Linked DNA regions of Mus musculus: all the other regions are linked to region 3. A link is a contact called in public Hi-C, HiChIP or PLAC-seq and Micro-C data. All regions are on one chromosome and are shown on one strand. Each heading gives the region's core, a stretch centred on a gene start, on an enhancer-like site or on the middle of the called end of the contact. The rest is flanking DNA. Distances are from core to core; before and after follow the strand shown.

The links. Hi-C and Micro-C count contacts between places; a contact is called where the count stands out from the background. HiChIP or PLAC-seq counts read pairs in DNA pulled down with a chosen protein or histone mark.
Region 1: a Hi-C map of the G1E-ER4 cell line shows a contact between it and region 3, with 4 times the contacts expected there. The contact joins two enhancer-like sites. A contact is called at or near these places in 7 of 39 promoter capture datasets (the C10 cell line, cranial neural crest, embryonic stem cells and 3 more), 1 of 15 datasets of contacts at CTCF or cohesin (the NIH/3T3 cell line), 27 of 484 Hi-C or Micro-C datasets (the C10 cell line, the C2C12 cell line, CD4 T cells and 9 more), 8 of 115 datasets of contacts at active chromatin or transcription factors (embryonic stem cells and large pre-B cells) and 4 of 9 other capture datasets (adipose tissue, embryonic stem cells, liver and 1 more).
Region 2: a Micro-C map of the HL-1 cell line shows a contact between it and region 3, with 5 times the contacts expected there. The contact joins two enhancer-like sites. A contact is called at or near these places in 2 of 39 promoter capture datasets (embryonic stem cells and macrophages), 3 of 15 datasets of contacts at CTCF or cohesin (CD8 T cells, large pre-B cells and pro-B cells), 98 of 484 Hi-C or Micro-C datasets (the AML12 cell line, the AtT-20 cell line, B cells and 49 more), 19 of 115 datasets of contacts at active chromatin or transcription factors (the HPC-7 cell line, acute myeloid leukemia, bone marrow-derived macrophages and 9 more) and 6 of 9 other capture datasets (adipose tissue, bone marrow-derived macrophages, embryonic stem cells and 3 more).
Region 4: a contact with region 3 is called in an H3K27ac HiChIP or PLAC-seq map of embryonic stem cells, with 3 times the contacts expected there. The contact joins the promoter of 9130230L23Rik here to the enhancer-like site in region 3. A contact is called at or near these places in 10 of 39 promoter capture datasets (the 3T3-L1 cell line, the C10 cell line, cranial neural crest and 5 more), 2 of 15 datasets of contacts at CTCF or cohesin (large pre-B cells and pro-B cells), 12 of 484 Hi-C or Micro-C datasets (the C10 cell line, bone marrow-derived macrophages, brown adipocytes and 6 more), 5 of 115 datasets of contacts at active chromatin or transcription factors (all in embryonic stem cells) and 4 of 9 other capture datasets (adipose tissue, bone marrow-derived macrophages, liver and 1 more).

Annotation. Positions count from the first base shown.
Region 1 is chr5:65,985,357-65,988,432 of GRCm38.p6, reverse strand. It overlaps 9130230L23Rik (RIKEN cDNA 9130230L23 gene), which reads left to right. Exons shown (of 7, transcript NR_027961.1): 7 at 1-505. Among named protein-coding and RNA genes, the nearest start is that of 9130230L23Rik, 17 kb to the left of the region's middle. Within about 2 kb of position 1,787, at least 21 of the 459 cell types and tissues checked have an H3K27ac peak or open chromatin away from gene starts, as enhancers often do. A contact at or near this core is called in the G1E-ER4 cell line, where this site is marked.
Region 2 is chr5:66,088,887-66,091,709 of GRCm38.p6, reverse strand. All of the region lies in intron 3 of Rbm47 (RNA binding motif protein 47), which reads left to right. Among named protein-coding and RNA genes, the nearest start is that of Gm26725, 61 kb to the left of the region's middle. Within about 2 kb of position 1,374, at least 107 of the 459 cell types and tissues checked have an H3K27ac peak or open chromatin away from gene starts, as enhancers often do. A contact at or near this core is called in the G1E-ER4 cell line, the HL-1 cell line and granulosa cells, where this site is marked.
Region 3 is chr5:66,231,203-66,234,032 of GRCm38.p6, reverse strand. No RefSeq gene overlaps it. Among named protein-coding and RNA genes, the nearest start is that of Nsun7, 27 kb to the left of the region's middle. Within about 2 kb of position 1,437, at least 29 of the 459 cell types and tissues checked have an H3K27ac peak or open chromatin away from gene starts, as enhancers often do. A contact at or near this core is called in the G1E-ER4 cell line, the HL-1 cell line, embryonic stem cells and 1 more, where this site is marked.
Region 4 is chr5:66,002,900-66,005,711 of GRCm38.p6, reverse strand. 9130230L23Rik (RIKEN cDNA 9130230L23 gene) reads left to right here and starts at 1,427. Exons shown (of 7, transcript NR_027961.1): 1 at 1,427-1,502.

The sequences.
Region 1 (3,076 bases), core at 538-3,037, 250 kb after region 3:
CTAGTCCGCAAATGGGTTACAGAGAAAGGAGGCTCAAGCTACACTCTTCAGGACAGAGGCAGCACGGACTCAGCCAGACATGGAAGTTTCTAGACAGAGACCGTCAAAGTGCTGTTCTCCAAACCCAAAGAAAAAGATGGCTTCCATTGTGCCTGTGAAAATACTGAATCGTTCACCGTCTTAAGTCACGTCTGGTTCCTTCTCCTTGCCCGGTGTCTTGCTCCTCTCGCTGCTCCACCTCCCGTTCCTCCTTCCTTCCATTTCGATCCTGGCTCCCACCAAGGTTCTCACACTCTAGAGTCCATGTATTTTTACCAGCTAAAGTCTGATTAGTGCAAACCCTAGCCATATGGAATATGCTTTTCTAAACCAAAGTCAATTCTTCCATCTGCTGGGTCTCTTGAATGACGCACTCCTCGTTTGACTTGGGAATGTTAAAGTCCTGGGAATCCTGATCTTTGTCCTTTCAAGTAATAAAAAGAGGACAAATTTTCTATTAATCCTCGAACTGTTCCATCTTTATGTCCCTCATACTTAATTTTTTATTTTTTTTCTTTATTTTTTTAAAGATATATTTATTATATGTAAGTACATTGTAGCTGTCCTCAGACACTCCAGAAAAGGGCATCAGATTTCGTTACAGATGGTTGTGAGCCACCATGTGGTTGCTGGGATTTGAACTTGGGACCTTCGGAAGAGCAGTTCTTAACCACTGAGCCATCTCACCAGCCCACTTAATTTTTTTAAAAGCATGTAAATATGTTTGGTCCAGAGAGTGGTACCATTTGGAGATGTGGCCTTGATGGAGTAGGTGTAGCCTTGTCAGAGGGAGCTTGTTGCTGTGGGCGTGGGCTTTAAGACTCCCACTGTGGGCTCCTCCTTCTAGGAGCCAGTCTCCCAGCAGCCTCAGATGAAGATACAGAACTCTTAGCTCCTCCTGCACCATGCCTGTCTGGATGCTGCCATGTTCCTGCCTTGATGATAATGGACTGAACCTCTGAACCTGTAAACCAGCCCCAGCTAAATGTTGTCCCTATAAGAGCCACCTTGGTGGGGCTGGAGAGATGGTTCAGTGGTTAAGAGCACTGACTGCTCTTCTAGAGGTCCTGAGTTTAATTCCCAGCAACCACGTGGTGGCTCACAACCATTTGTAATGGGATCCGATGCCCTCTTCTGGTGTGTCTGAGGACAGCAATCAATCAAAAAAAAAAAAAAAAAAAAAGAGTTGCCTTGGTCATGGTGCTTGTTCACAGGAGTAAAACCCTAATCGAGACAGTGACTGAACATAATAATGGGCTCACTGTGACATTGTCATAATTCATATAATGTATTTTGATCATATTCATCTGCCATGGCTCTAGCTTGTCTCCCCACACTTCCACTAACTCCCTTCCCCTTCTCAGCTTCCTCTCCCAACTTCCTGTCTTTTCCTCTGATGACCCTGCAAGTTTCTTTAGGGTTACTTACATAAGCAAAGGTGAGGGGCTGGTTACTTACAGGAACTTAGACACCTTACAGGCAGCTACATCCCTGAAGAAAACCTCTCTCCATTCTGCAGTCAACCACTCACTGCTTACAGAGCCTCAGGGAGATGGGGCCTCGTGACCTCCACTCATTAATACACTGTTGATGGGCCCAGTCTCGTGCAGGCCCTGTGAAGGTGGTCATAGCCACTGTGAATTCAGAGGCGCAACAGCCATGGGTTCCACAGTAGAACACTCCTTCCTCTGGCTCTTAGGCTCTCCCCACACTCTCTTCTACAGTCCCTGAGCCTTGTGGGTGGTGTCTATGGCTAACCATTCAGTGGTCACGTATTCTCATCACTTCATCTAGATATGAGTCACCGTGCCTATCGCTGTTCATTGCAAAAAGGAGCTCTTTGACACTAAAGCTGACAGCAGCACTAGCCTTGGATATAAAAGCAATGATTTAGAAAGCAATTTGATGGGCACATTGTGTCCATTTTACAAAAACAACAGTAATAGTTCCCCACTGGGTCCCATGAACTCTCCAGTCATGACCTTCTCACCAGCTTTACAATACTAGATCTGAATCCTTTCTGAGGAGCAGGCCTCAGATCACGTCAGGAAGTAATTTACTTCTCTCGTGACAGACTTTCACGGTTGCAAGACTGGGCACATCCAGCTTGGCAAACTCAGCCTTATTATTGTTATTATTATTATTATTTGGTTTTTTTGAGACAGAGTTTCTCTGTGTAGCCCTGGCTGTCCTGGAACTCACTCTGTAGACCAGGCTGGCCTCGAACTCAGAAATCCGCCTGCCTCTGCCTCCCAAGTGCTGGGATTAAAGGCATGCACCACCACTGCCCAGCTATAATAATAATAATAATAATAATAATAATAAGCATTATTATTATTATTATTATTGCTATCATCATTACACTTTTCCAAAGTTGAATTGCTGGCTATGGATAATTATATTTTTCTTTTATTACATTTTTATTCAGATCATAAAGATTTCATTGCTCAAATTTCTATGCTTCTTTTTCTTTTAGTGAAGATTCTGTGATCTCAATTAAATTAAAAAATAATTTCATCATTCAATGCATGTCTAGTATGAGCTGAACTGTGTCCCCTGGGATGATCACCTTTAATTGTCAACTTGATAAAACCTAGGGTCTGGAGAGATGGCTCAGTGGTTAAGAGCACTGACTGCTCTTCCAGAGGTCCTGAGTTCAATTCCCAGCAACCACACAGTGGCTCACAACCACCTGTAATGGAATTCGATGCCCTCTTCTGATGTGTCTCAAGACGGCTACAGTATACTTGCATACATACAATAAACAAATAAATATTTTAAAAAAGATAAAACCTAGAAAGACTGGGAATGTACAACTACCGATGAACAGCAGTATACATTGGGTGGGCATGTCTGGAAGACCCATCCCACTATGGGTAGAGTCATTACCTAAAGCAGGGGGTCCTGAACTGCGTGAGAGTAGAGCAATCGAGCTGAGCATGAGCAAGCAAGTGGGAATGCATGCATTCATTTTTCCCTGCTCTGGGCTGTGGATGTGATCTGACCACTGTCTCAAGCTCCTGCCCTGTCACTTGCC
Region 2 (2,823 bases), core at 125-2,624, 140 kb after region 3:
AGGTTAACACCTTTGTGTAGAATAGCTCATTGATTCTAAAATTAAGAAACTAAGGCCAGGACCCAATGGACTAGCCAAGCTTTGAGCTTAGGTCTTTTGATGCTGTAATCACCCTCCTAGCCCAATGTATCGTTTTAGACTCACATTGCTACAGTAGCCAGGAAAGAGGAAAAAACTGAAAGAGGATGTATCTAAATGTCAATATATGGTGAGTGTAGATGGTAGTCCTCTGGCCTATAGAAGTGTATGTGTGTGTGTGTGTGTGTGAGTGTGTGTGTGTGTGTGTGTGTGTGTGTGTGTGTGTGTGTGTGTGATTTGATTTATCATCAGTGTGCCTGTGTGCACGGGTGAGTGAGGTCCATGGGAGGTTGTTCAGTCCCCTCTCGTTTACTTTCCACCTTCTTCTTTGGAGACAGAAACTGAAGCTTGGGATCTAACTAGGCTGTCAGTCGGCAAGTCCCAGTGGTCCCCCTGTCTCTGGCCCACACAGTACTGGGGTTAACCAGCACAACCCTGGTCTTCATGCTTGTCCATCAAACACTCACAACTACTGAGCCATCTTCCTAGCCTCCTGACTTGTTGTTGATATATACACACACATGCATATACATATATACATACACACATATATAATATAATGTGTGTATATGCTTATGTACACATGTGCACACATGTGTGAGTCACGGTGTGCATTTAGAGTTAACATGTGGTGGTTTTTATCTTCTATTTTGAGACAGGATTTGTTTGCTGACCCTCAAGCTTCTGGGAACTCTTTTGTCCTGCCCCATATGACTGTAGGAGTTCTGGGGTTCTAGAGAGTGTTTCTGTGTCCAGCTTTACCCAGGTTATCAGGATTTGAACTCAGGTTCTAACTTTTGTGTGTGTGGCAAACCCTTCATCCACTGAACTATCTCCCCAGCCTGTATTATATTTTTGGTGGGGTGGGAGAAAAGGAAGGAAATTATGTAAGAGAAACTGGGTGGCCTGCAAATCCCTAAAATAGTTACCATTTGCCTCTTAGCAGAGAAAGCATTTGCTATGACTTGGACTACATTGTTACCCTTATTTGCTATTGTGGTTGTTCAAATTTTGACACAATGTTTCATTATGTAGAGCTTGAAACTCATTATGTAGCCCTGGTTAGCCTCAAACTTGTCACATTACCACACTAAACTAATACTGACCACTTTCCAGGACAGGTCTATATTGGGGGTGTGGGGGGGGGGCACAAGGACAACGAGGCTAGCACACAGTTAAAGCTCTGTGTTCTCTGTGCGTTAGACAATACTGACAGCAGACAAAGGCAAGCAGCCTGGCTGGTGAGAACAGGACCACGGGGACCTGCCACCTCTGTATGTGAAGACTGGGAAGCAGGCTGGGTCTGCAAAGTGAGGCCAGAGGCTGTCCTTGTGCTCTTGGCTTGAGAATTTGATGAGTCACAGTTTCTGGCAGCCCCAAGAATCGAATCTGAAGGCACATTGAAGGTGAAAGATGAGAAATAGCCCGTGGTTGTAGCAAGCCACCGTCTGTCCCAAGCCTTTCGACACTGGAAGGTCTGGATTGAGCGAACAGATAGGGGCCTCTCTGAGGAGGCAAGGCACAGGGCCGTCCTGAGCTAGGGTCTGCACTCAGGGAGCAGCACTGCCAGTCTGGCCCAGACGGCTTCTCTTAATGACTTGGACTTTTCTTCTCTCTGGTGCCTTGAGTCCCCTCTGGTACCAGTAAGCCAGATGTCCAGAGCCCTTGGCTGTCCCCAAACTGCTTTGTCCCTAAACCTGCTCTCTCCTGTGGTACCAAGTGTCCCCATTTAAAACGTTCTTCTTCATTAAGACTCCAGTTTGGGCCTCTGCTCACCATCACCTTTTTTTCTCTCATCTTTGCCGCATCCACTAAAGTTCTGTGTACACAACTACTGTTAGCGTAATCTGACCTGCCGTACCTCTGATAAAACTCCACAGTCAGGATAAGCCAAAGAGGGGGGTGGGGGGAGAGGGAGAGAGAGAGGGGGAGAGAGGGAGAGAGAGAGAGAAGAAACAGAAAAAGACAGGAAGGGAGAGAGGGAAGAAAACACAGGCAGGAGGATAGAAGGAGGAAGGAAAGACAGGTGCAATGGAAGGGCCAGACAGTGCTCAGTACTTAAGAGCCTGTTGCTCTTGTAGAGGACCCGGGTTCGGGTCCCAGCACCCACATGGTAGGTAGCTCACAACCACTTCAGTTCTAGAAGATCTGACATCTTTTTCTGACCTCGTTAGGTACCATACCTACATGTAGGCAAAATGCTCCTATGCATAAAACAAGCCTGAGAGAAAGAAAAAGAGAAAGAAAAGGAAAAAGAAAAAGAAAAAGAAAAAAAAAAGAAAGTTGACTTGCCTTTGCTAAAGGAAATCTTTCCCAAGTGAAAGAGGGGGTGTCTTTCCCTGGTTGCTGTTTTCTGTATTATAGTGATTGGTAATGGGAGGTAGCCCTCTCTTCTTGGCTGTTGGTCAATCTATTTTTTTTGGATTTTGCTGATCATGTAACAGTAGCGTGTATATCTTTCTCCTCTTACTGGATCATTAAAAAACAAAACAAACAAACAAAAAACCAAACCTTCCCCTAATTTGTTTGCTATGGAGTCCAAGATTATTAAGTATACCCAGGGGACGGGGCCATGCTGATGTGGAAACAGGACTTTGGTTTATAACAATGCTCCTGCTTGCTTTGGTTTGCCTGTACCAATTTGGAAAAATTCCCAACTCACCCCCACGGCTGATACTAGGCTCAGCTTAGGCTCGTAGTGGTTCCCCATCAAGGAAGCCGCAGCATCTTACAGCTTTCCTACAT
Region 3 (2,830 bases), core at 188-2,687:
TGGCAGCCATGCTTCATCTGGATGCCACATTTTTTTTGTTTTTTCTTTGTTTGTTGTTTTGTTTTGTTTTTCAGCCTTCAACCAGACTTTGGGTTAAAGGCATAGGCTGGAAGACATGAACGTGGTCTGGTTCCCTTCCCCACATTTTACTATTCTGAATACCTTTATCCTTTCATCTGTCTCCAAACGCACCTGGAAAAGTATTAACCTAGTGGCCACCCTACACTATAAAACAGAAATGGGAACTAAATCTGGATAAAAGCTTTGGTTTTACCAGCAGCGGCACTTCCATGGTCAGACCAGGAGATGGTAAGATCCAGCAACGGGAAGACAAAAATGATCATTTATTCAAGGGAAAGCCACTCGCTAACCCGGTGGCTCAGCTGAACGCTTATATTTCGGTTGTAACCACCGTTTATGGCCCACGGAGAGAGATCTTTCAGGTAAAGGGTTCAGCTGGCTGTGTAGTAATTACCCCAGGTCTGTCTGATGTTTCTAGTTTGTTATGTTTGTGTAATAATAGTTTAAAGAGGGGATGGGTATCTCCTTGTTTTCTCTTACTTTGAACACAAATGCTGTGGATGAAAACTGGTTGGGTTTCACAGCTGGGTCTATGTTTCTGATTCATAGTTTATTTGATTTTTTTAACAGAAGGTATAATGGATACAGGAGGATTCTTGAAAATAGAAATCATACCCAGGTGGTGATGGTGCACATCTTTAATCCCAGTACTAGAGAAACACAGGCAAGAGGACCTCTGTGAGTTCAAGGCCAGCCTGTTCTATAAAGCAAGTACCCGGACAGCCAGGGCCACACAGATAAGCCCTGTCTTGAAAAACCAAACCAAGGCCTGGAGAGATGGCTCAGCGTGATTAAACGCACTGACTGCTCTTCCAGAGGTCCTGAGTGGGTCCCAGCAACCACATGGTGCTCACAACCATCTGTAATGAGATCTGATGCCCTCTTCTGGTGTGTCTGAAGACAGCAACAGTGTACTCACATATATAAAATAAATAAATCTTAAAAAAAAAAAAGAAAGGAAAACCAAATCAACAAAATATAGAAGCCTTAAGTTCTAGTCCTGATGCTTTCATTTTGACTAGCCACCACTCTCCACTATAGCAGGGCCTATCACTTAATGTGTGTGTTTTCTTCTTTGTAGACCAGGCTAGCCTTGAACCTGAAATCTCATCTCTGCCCCTAGGGTGCTGAGATTATATCTGTGTGCCCCGTACAGCTTAGCCTTGGAACTCTGCCAGCAAAAGGGCCACCTACAGAGTCAATTCTTGACCTTGGATCAGGGCTATGAGCTAAATAAACCCTTTATCTTTATACTGGGAGGAGGAGTGGGCAGGGTGGGGGTGGGTGGGGGTGGGTGGGGGTGGGGCTGACTAGAGAGGTGACTCAGCAATAGAGGGCCTGGGAGGATGACTAGAGAGGTGCTCACCATAGAGAGGACTCGGGTTTGTGTAGAGAACCCAGCTTCAGTTCCTAGAACTCACATGGTGACTCACAAACGTTTATAACTTCAGTTCCAGGGGATCCAATGCCCTTTTCTGGCATCTGCAGGCATCAGACACACAGTGCTACATACATACATACACACATACATACATACATACATACATGAGGCAAACATTATCCATAGTAAGTAAAAATAAGTCTTTAAAAAAATTATTTCATAAAAGCCCAAGGTCCTTATCTTAGATGCCCCAAGCCCAGAGACTGTTAGTTAACCCCCCATGGCTTTCCTCATTCTCTGTTCTTTAAAGTTGCCACAGCCACTTAGTCAGAACAGGTGGATCAGGAAAGCAAAGCCCGATTCTTCACATTCTTAAGCAAGCTTTATTCCTTAAGACTCTGATTTCATAATCTAAGATCAAACATTCACTAGCCAAGGACCAAAACCCATTCTAGTCTGCATGCCACAAGTTGTGAGCCAGCCGACCATTTGCTAAAAAAGAGTTTCTGTATTTATTGTTGAAATATATCAAAAGCATAGCAATATTTCATCACACAAAAATACGTAAAATTCAAATTGCATAATCTCTTTCTTGGAGCATAGCCACGCTAATTTATTTATAGGCTTCTGTTTTTGTTTTTCCGAAGACAGTCTCGCTAGATAAATGGTCCAGGCTGTCTTCAAACTCCTGATCTTCTACTACAGCCCCCAAGTGTGGAAATGACAGATTGTCACCAAGCTCACTGCTTATGAAAGTTGTTGTTGTAGTTGTACAAAGGCAGCACTGGATGTTATGACAGAGACCAGGTGGCCCTTGAAATCTGAAATGTTTAGGAGACTTCGGGAATGTAGCTGAGTGGCCGGAGTCTGAAGCAGATCAATGCTAACACACATACTTGGCACACTTAAGGCCCTGGGTTCAAGCCCCAGCATCCCCATCCTGCTTACAGAATTTACCAGCTGGCTCTATACGGAAAAACGATGACTGAGCCCTGTAGTAAGGTGTTTCACAGGTGGGAAGCCTTTAAAAGTACATAAAATCCATGTTCTGGGGGGCTGGAGAGATGGCTCGGCAGGTAAGAACACTGACTGCTCTTCCAGCAGTCCTGAGTTCAATTCCCAGCAACCAGATGGTGGCTCACAACCATCTGTAATGGAATTCGGTGCCCCTCTTCTGGTGTGTCTGAAGACAGCTACAGTGTATCTTATAAATAAATTAAAAAAAAATAAATCTTTTTTTAAAAAAATAATTCATGCTGGGGAGATGGCTCATCAGCTAAGAGAACTTGCTGCTCTTCCAGAGGACCTGAGTTCAGTTCTCAGCATCCATGTGGCTCACAACCATCTGTGACTACAGCTTCAAGTCCA
Region 4 (2,812 bases), core at 178-2,677, 230 kb after region 3:
GCCTTGTCTGTCCTGGAACAGAAGAACCCTGAACTTCTAAGTCCTGTGTCCTCACCCCCCCCCCCACCTCACCTACAGCACCAAAGCTGGAACCGTGACCTCAGTCTTTCCGAGTTGGGAGGGGAGGGGTGGTTGGGAATTAACCAATGTCCCACAGGTATGGCCTTTGTTTGAGAACAGGATGCAAATAAGTTTCACTTCTATGCTTTGCATGGGCTGAACTCCTCGGGGCTGCGGGGCTGCGGAAGGAGGAACAGTCTCCGGACAAACCGAGGAACAGGGAAATGAGCCTTACTTTGTGTGACACCTTGCCTGGCTTCCCACTCCCATTCTCCTCAGTTTGCTTGGAAACTTGACGATTTGACATTTAAAGGTCAACTGGGTTACCTAAAGGGAGAACAGGTTTCCTGTGAAAGCCACTCAGGAATCAGCTTATCAGGTAGCCTCTGGGGCAGGGAGTGGTCTGCAGAAAAGAACATTTAATGGGACAAAGGGAAGGAGGACCTAGCAACAGTTTTGCGGTGAAGCCTTGGGTTGGTGGACGCTGGGAAGAGGAAAAGACAGACGCGGCAGGCGGTAGGAAGAGGGGCGGAGGAACGTGACCCCGTTCAATCCTATTCATCAGAGCTCTGTTGCTCTGATTTTACACAGTTTTGTGAGGAAGTTCACCTCCTCACTCTTCTGTGTCCTCCACAGCGAAATGCCAGGGATAAAGTGAATGAGGAAGTAAAGCCCAGTGCCTGGCACCTGATCCAACCTCAACATTTCCCAGCCCCCCTCGTAGAGGCCTGTGGGGCCCAGGTGTTGTTCCCATCCCCTCCCCTACTCCCACCCCCACCCCACACTTCGCTTCGCCCCGCCCCCGCCCCCAGTATATTGGTCACTCACTTAGGGAACACCAATTGTCAAGTGCCAATCCTGTTTTAGATAGTCTGGTATGCTCACAACTCTTGTGATGTAGGCTCATACAGGTAGCTAAGAGTATGTTGGAAACCTGGCTTCCTGCTTAGCTAGGGGAGACCTGGGCTAGTCACCCGGCTTCCACTTCTTGTCTATGAATCACCATACCTAGCCTGCAAGATTGTTGCGGGGAGAAGCATTGCTTAATTATTTAGTAGCTGAGTAAGTTGCAGGTATTAAACAGGTCTGTGCGACCTTGGGCAGACCACTCCACTCTCTCTGGGTCTTGGTTTCCTCCTTTGTGTATCTTGGGACGGAAGATCTCAGAGGCGGCCGGTTCTAGCCTTCTGTTATTCTATGACAAACAAGATTGTCTGCCTCACTCTGTCCCTGCCTAGCTACACAGAGATTAGACTGTTTGCTTTTGCAACGCTCAGATAGCAAAGACCTTTGACAGCTGAGAAGGCTCCTTCATTCCCTCCCCTTGAACCCAGTTCAAAGCTGTAGGACAAGGGGCACCAGGATTAGAAAAGAAGGCAGAGCACCAGGTGGCAAGATCTGGGTGTGGCGAAAACTGCCTAGAGGGATAGAAGCCATCTAAGGTGAGGACTTACAGGGAGGACGATGGTTGCTTGAGGCCCGGAGATTCTAGTCCCAAACTGGTAGGGCTTGGGGAGATTTCACACACGCCCACGGGGGCACGCGTGCACACACACACACACATACACACACACACGCACACACCAGTTTCAGAAGACAACTTTTTTTTCCTGAATACTGGCTGGATGAGGCAAAAGCTTTTTCTTAAAAAGGAAAGAGGCACTGTAAATGGTTTTTCTAAAGTAAGAGATGGGAGGTTATAGACAACGCTTAGGACTCCTGGCTTAGAGGTAATGAAGGGATAGACTGAAGGCTGATGGGAATAATTCTCCATGCTGTCCTGAGGTCCGTAACTCAGTAATGGCATGCAGGCTGAACACTCTGAGTGTAGTACACTAGACCTTGGCTGAAAGTGGGAAGATTCTCTCTCACCTGTCCCTGGGGAAGATTGGAAGCACTGGCGGCGATTCATCTACAGAATTCCTTGTTCTTTTCCTTCCCTCCCCTCCCCTCCCCTCCCCTCCCCTCCCTTCCCTTCCCTTTCCTTTCCTTTCCTTTCCTTTTCCTTTTTTTTTTTTTTTTTTTTTTTTTTTTTTTTTTTTTTTTTGAGGCAGGGTCTTAGTGTGCTGCTCAGGCTGTCCTGGAACTCACTATGTACACCAGGCTGACCCTGAATCCAATCAGAGCCACCTGCCTCTGCCTCACAAGTGCTGTATTAAAGACAAGCACCATCATACGTGGCTCCAGACCATCCTAGGTCAATGAGACTATACATAAGATTTGTTTGTGTTTGTTTGTTTGTTTGTTTGTTTGAATGGAAAATTTGGAACTGTGTGTAAGGGCTCGTTTTCCATGATGTGTGGTGGTTTTGTTTGTTTGTTTGGTCTTTTTGTTTTGTTTTATTTTTTGTTTTTCCTTTACTTATTTGAGCACACCCTTGTTTTCCCACTGTAATTTTTTTTTATTGTCAGTCAAGGCCAAGGTGCTGCTCTGCAGTTGAGAGAACTCGCTCATTAAGAAGGGTCTGAGCCAGCCGGGCGTGGTGGCGCACGCCTTTAATCCCAGCACTCGGGAGGCAGAGGCAGGCGGATTTCTGAGTTCGAGGCCAGCCTGGTCTACAAAGTGAGCTCCAGGACAGCCAGGGCTATACAGAGAAACCCTGTCTCGAAAAACCAAAAAACCCAAAAAAAAAAAAAAAAAGGGTCTGAGGCCCCAAGCTTTTAAATTCATGAGCTTTGGGTTCTCTTCCTAGCCAGAGTGTCTCTGCTAAATGACCAACCTCCTGGCATTTCCCCATATAGCTTGCCCATTA